Linked DNA regions of Sus scrofa: region 2 is linked to region 1. Evidence: chromatin contacts called from public HiChIP or PLAC-seq data. All regions are on one chromosome and are shown on one strand. The core of a region is the stretch at or near the end of the contact, and the rest is flanking DNA. Distances in the headings are between cores, read along the strand shown.

Region 1 (2,741 bases), core at 152-2,651:
AATCAGTGACTGGGCGGGGGGAGCCATTCGCCAAGTTGTGAGGCAGCCGTGCTGGGAAGCCCTTGTGGTGAGGGTTCAAGGTCTGCCAATGATCACGGGAGTGACCTTGGAAGTATAACCACCAAGCCAAACAGTCCCAGATTCCTAACCCATACAAACTGTGAGGTAATTACCTGTTTATCGATCTGGGCCTCTACATCTCAGGGTCATTTGCTTCCCAGCAATAGATAATAAAGATGGAGAAGCTGAGAGAAACTCCTGGGGGTCTGATGTATTTGGGGTGATTATAGAGCTAGCACGTGGAGCACCTGCACTGTGCTAGGCTGTGTTCTGTGTATTTTCCATATAGAAATTCACTCCATCCTCACTTTGCTGCTGTGGTTACCACCATGGTACAGACAAAGAAACTGCCATGGAGAGGTTAAGCCACCTGTTCAAGAGGCAGAGTTCAGAGGAAAACTCGCAATCCAGATCTTGAGTCGAGGCTCTTAATTGTGATGCTGTACAGCTCCTCTTGTGGTTAATTATAGTGGAAAGAGAGAAGCGAGTTTGGTTGGAAGGCCATTATAGGCAGGAGTGGAGGGGTACATGAACAGAAACAGAAAGTTGGAAAGGCTCACCGAAGGCTGAATTTGACTTTATTAAGCCTACATCACAGGCATGAAATTACCCACCCCTTTCTCCCACTAAGAGTAACTAGCAGACGAGGAGGAAATCTGCGTCTTTTTTTTCTTTTCTTTTTCTTTTTAGGGGTGAACCAGCAGCATATGAAAGTTCCCAGGTTAGGGGTTGAATCAGACCTACAGCTGCCAGACTACACCACAGCCACAGCAATGCCAGATCTGAGCCATATCTGCGAATGACACCACAGCTCAAGACAATGCCGGACCCTTAACGTGCTGAGTGAGGCCATGGATTGAACCTGCATCCTCATGGATACTCGTTGGATTCATTTCCGCTGCACCACAATGGGAACTCCTGGAAATCTGCCTGTTTTGGGAATGGCAGCATTTTTCAAGTAATGCAGAAAGCCCAAGTAATAAGATAGATGTGACCATCAGTGCTGTTTTGTGATAATGTCTGTTTGCTCAAATAAGTTAACTGACCATCCCAACTGACTCACTCAGAGGAAATAAATTCATCCACAGATTGATCCATGTATCCTTTGCCCAAGATAAAATACATTGTGGTGATTTTTCACAAAAAATGAAAGTCCTAGGCTGTTGTTTTTTGGCCCCTCATTGGGCAAGTAGTTCTAAACAGTCTTAAGAAATCCTGTACATTCCCCCCAAACTGTTTTCACTTTCTCTCTTGGATGGCTTCAACTTAACTTTATTCACACTCTTTTCTTTTTCTGGTCACACCCACAGCATGCCGAAGTTCCCAGGCCAGATTGAGCCCTCGCCACAGCAGTGACCCTCGCCACATCAGTGACAAAGCCAGATTCTTAACCCACTGAGCCATCAGGGAACTCCCGTTTTGCTTCCTTTTTCCTCCTTTCCTCAGTGACTTTCATGCACCCGAAACTGGCACTTAAAACGGTGCAAAGTGTGTTTCAGCAGAGCCTTCGTTATACTTCATGCTGCTGGTCCTGTCCCTGAAGAGGACACCAAGAAATCCCCAGCATCTGTACAAAGAGGACTGTCTGATCTGATTGGTAAAAAAAAAAAAAAAAAAAAAAAAAAAAAAAAAAAAAAATAATCCCCAGCATGCTTTGCTTGTTGCTGATAAAAATGCTTTGTTGTAGTTCCAGTTGTGGTGCAGTGGAAACGAATCGACTAGTAACCATGAGGTTGCAGGTTGGATCCCTGGCCTTGCTCAGTGCGTTATAAAGATCTGACATTGCTGTGGCTGTGGTGTAGGCCGGCAGCTGTAGCTCTGATTCAACCGCTAGCCTGGAAACCTCCATATGCCTTGGGTGTGGCCCTAAAAAGCAAAAAAAAAAAAAAAACCAAACAAAAAAAACCCCACAAAATGCTTTGTTGAATATGTAACAGCAATATGACATAAAAATCAAGGATGCCACTAAAATGTTTTATCAAAATCAAACATTTAATTGCCTCTGTTGGAACAACAAAAGAGAAAATTAATGAGCTCTCCATCCATTTTTTAAAAATAGTAAAAGGAGGGCAAAATAAATATAGACAGTGGTAAGAAAACAAAGTGAAATGAGAAAGTAATGTAACACGCAATACAGAGTATTAACAATACTTAAAATTGTTTTTATAAAAAGTGGTAATTTTAAAAAATTATCTTGTAAATAGACATAAAAGAGGGAAAGAAGGCAAATGCATAAATGTCACAAGTCATATAATGGTAATAATAAACATTATAGACTATTTATGCCCATAAACTTGAAATCTAAACAATAACAACAAAATGCTGGGAAATGAAGCCTGGTTGAGAATTTTAAAGAAGGCGTGAGAATTGACAACTCCCTTTTATGTCCTACTGCGGTGCTGACATTTATCAGGATCATTCAGTCCTGTCACACTTTCACACCTGGTTGCTGATTTTCAAGAATAGAAATTCTTGTCTGAGAAAATTCCTTTTTCCCATCAACACCAGGCTGAGTCTGTTGCTTTGGGTATGTGGGGAATGCCTAGGTTTTACGTAGAGTGATTTATTATTCAATTCTGTGTGCTAGTTACTTTGTGAGTACTTTTATGGGGGAAAAGTCATGGTGAGAAGGTGATTGCATTTTGCATGACATAAAAACAAAAAAATGGATGGAATATTTA
Region 2 (2,908 bases), core at 171-2,670, 100 kb before region 1:
ACAGCACTTCACTGAAGCAGGAACCTTCCCCAGACAGGACTCCTTGGAGCCAACTGAGAGCAAGGGGCCCAGCACCAGATGCTCTTATGCCAACTGTCAGCCTGCAGCTAAGGACCTGCATCAGGGGACAGTGCATTCAAAGCATCAATGTTCCTCTCTTATAAGGGGCCACAGACGTTATCCTTTAAACAACTAACACATTTAAAACATGCAAACTAGGAGTTCCCGCTGTGGTGCGGTGGGTTAAGAACCTACTGCAGTGGCTTGAGGCACTGAGAAGCGTGGGTTCGATGCCCAGCATGGTGCAGTGAGCTAAAGGATCTGGTGTTGCCACAGCTATGATGTAGGTTGCAGCTGTGGCTTGGATTCAATCCCTGGTCTCGGAATTTCCACATGCCACAGATGTAGCTCAAATAAATAAATAAATAAATAATTTTAAAACAAATAAATATTTTGAAAAACTTATGGTTTCCAAAGGGCACAGGGTGGCGGGGGTAGGGGAGTGTGCTGGGGGTTTGGGATGGAAATGCTATAAAACTGGGTTGAGGAGTTGCTGTTGTGGCTCAGTGGTTAACGAATCCGACTAGGAACCATGAGGTTTCGGATTCTATCCCTGGCCTTGCTCAGTGGGTTAAGGATCCGGCGTTGCCGTGACCTGTGGTGTAGGTTGTAGACATGGCTGGGATCCCTCGTTGCTGTGGCTCTGGTATAGGCCGGCAGGCTACAGCTCCTATTAGACCCCTAGCCTGGGAACCTCCATGTGCCACAGAAGTGGCCCCAGAGGTGGCAAAAAGACAAAAAAAGTGGGTTGAGATGATTGTTTTACAACTATAAATGTAATAAAATGCACTGGGTTAAAAAAATTGACGCACGCAAAACAAGTAAGTAAAAACAATGAAAACTAAACACAGACCAAAAATGAGCATTACAATGTCAGTACTAATGGAGGAACTTATATCGTAGTGAAAAGGCAATACCTAAATGGTCAAAAGGGACTCTTTCCTGTAGACAGACTGACTTACCCTCCCATCTTGCAGTCCCCAGTCCCACCTTTCCAGGCTCTGACATACTTCGGATTGGCCCACAGGGACACTGGATTAAAGCTTCCACTTGAAAAATAAGGTCCCACTGGGCTCAAGATTACAAAGATCAGGGCTTTCGTAGGCTTCTTGACTCCCAGGGAAGGCTGCAATGAAGCAAAAGTACACAAACCTGTTAATTTAAAATGCAGGTCTAGAACAGATCTGTAACTATCCCAAGAAGGAGCTAAGGCTAGCTGTCAATTCTAAAGTTGAGCTACACAAAGCCTAAAGGTCTTCTCTTTTAAGAAGAAAACACCAAGAATGGGGAACTTCAGTTTCATTTTGCTCAGCTGAGTTATGATTTCAAAAGAAAAGCAAATTTGGGAGTTCCCATTGTGGCGCAACAGAAATGAATATGACTAGGAACCATGAGGTCGGGAGTTCCGATCCCTGGCCTCACTCAGTGGGTTAAGGATCTGGCGTCGCCATGAGCTGTGGTGTAGGTTGCAGACGCAGCTCAGATCCTGCGTTGCTGTGGCTGTGGGGTAGGCCAGCAGCTGTAGCTCCAATTGGACCCCTAGCCTGGGAACCTCCATATGCCACACGTGCAGCCCTAAAAAGCAAAAGATAGATTAAAAGTGAATTTGTCAAATTTTTTTGGGGGGGGGAGGGGGTGGTTTTTCAAAGAGATGCTTTCTTGACCCACTTTTTAAAAATTTATATTCAGTGAGGAGAGGAGTTCCTGTTGTTGCTCAGCAGGTTAAGGACCTGACATTTTCTCTGTGAGGATATGAGTTCAATCCCTGACCTTGCTCAGTGGGTTAAGGATTCAGTGTTGCTGCAAGTTGCAGCACAGGTCACAGATGCAGCTTGGATCCAGTGTTGGCGTGGCTGTGGCATAGGCTGCAGCTGCAGCTCTGATTTGACTCCTAGCCCAGGAACTTCCATATGCTGCCAATGAGGCCATAAAAAGAAAAAAAAAATTATTTGTGGAAAAAAGTTGACACGGAAACAAAAATTATCTTAAAATCATCATTTTTTTTTAAAAAAAGCATCTGGGTTCCCACGTGAAGCTGAGGACCAAGCAAGGGATTTACCCTTTTATTAATGTAAAAATCTTTACATTTTTAGGCATTCCCATTGCAGCGCAGTGGGTTGTGAACCTGACTAGCATCAATCCCTGGCCTCACACAGTGTGTTAAGGATCCAGTGTTGCTGTATGCTGTGGTACAGTTTCCAGACGAGGCTTGGATCTGGCATTGCTGTGGATGTGGAGGAGGCCGGCAGCTGAAGCTCTGATTCAACCCCTAGCCTAGGAACTTCCATACACCACAGGTACAGGTCTGATAAGCAAAAAACAAAAATAAAATTAAAATTTTTACATTTTTGGCCACATCTACAGCATGCAGAAGTTCCCAGGCCAGGGATTAAACCCTTGCCACAGCAGTGACAATGCTGGATCCTTAACCCTCTGAGCTACCAGGGAACTCTTATCAATTTTTTCACTAGTAGGCTTTCTAACAACTAGCCATATCACACTCTTCAATGTTACATTGGTCGGGGACTGAGAAAGGGAAGAACCCAGACATGATTTCAGTCTTTGGGGGTGAAACCTAGCATTGCTTCTCTAATGCACCCTTCTGCTTCGCAGGCTGCTGGCTGCTTCAGGACATGGCAGGGCCTCCAGCAGGGGATGGACTTAGGGGAGTGTGCATTGGCACACCTGACTGCAACAGGTACCAGAGCAGAACGTGCCTTCACCACACCTGACCGTGACAGACACCAGACAGCAAGAGTGTCTTCACTAGAAGCAAAGACACCAGACAAGATCAATCCCCCACCCCAAAAGACAGAGGATGAGGTCTCAGGAATTCGTATCAGGAATG

Evidence for each region. HiChIP or PLAC-seq counts read pairs in DNA pulled down with a chosen protein or histone mark.
Region 2: an H3K27ac HiChIP or PLAC-seq map of alveolar macrophages shows a contact between it and region 1. The contact joins two enhancer-like sites. A contact is called at or near these places in 3 of 47 Hi-C or Micro-C datasets (embryonic fibroblasts, liver and skeletal muscle) and 1 of 2 datasets of contacts at active chromatin or transcription factors (alveolar macrophages).

What each region holds. Positions count from the first base shown.
Region 1 is chr5:48,785,166-48,787,906 of Sscrofa11.1, reverse strand. No RefSeq gene overlaps it. Among named protein-coding and RNA genes, the nearest start is that of BCAT1, 28 kb to the left of the region's middle. Within about 2 kb of position 1,401, at least 2 of the 83 cell types and tissues checked have an H3K27ac peak or open chromatin away from gene starts, as enhancers often do. A contact at or near this core is called in alveolar macrophages, where this site is marked.
Region 2 is chr5:48,887,878-48,890,785 of Sscrofa11.1, reverse strand. BCAT1 (branched-chain-amino-acid aminotransferase, cytosolic) reads right to left here. Exons shown (of 11, transcript XM_021092209.1): 6 at 1,023-1,186. Among named protein-coding and RNA genes, the nearest start is that of BCAT1, 75 kb to the right of the region's middle. Within about 2 kb of position 1,420, at least 5 of the 83 cell types and tissues checked have an H3K27ac peak or open chromatin away from gene starts, as enhancers often do. A contact at or near this core is called in alveolar macrophages, where this site is marked.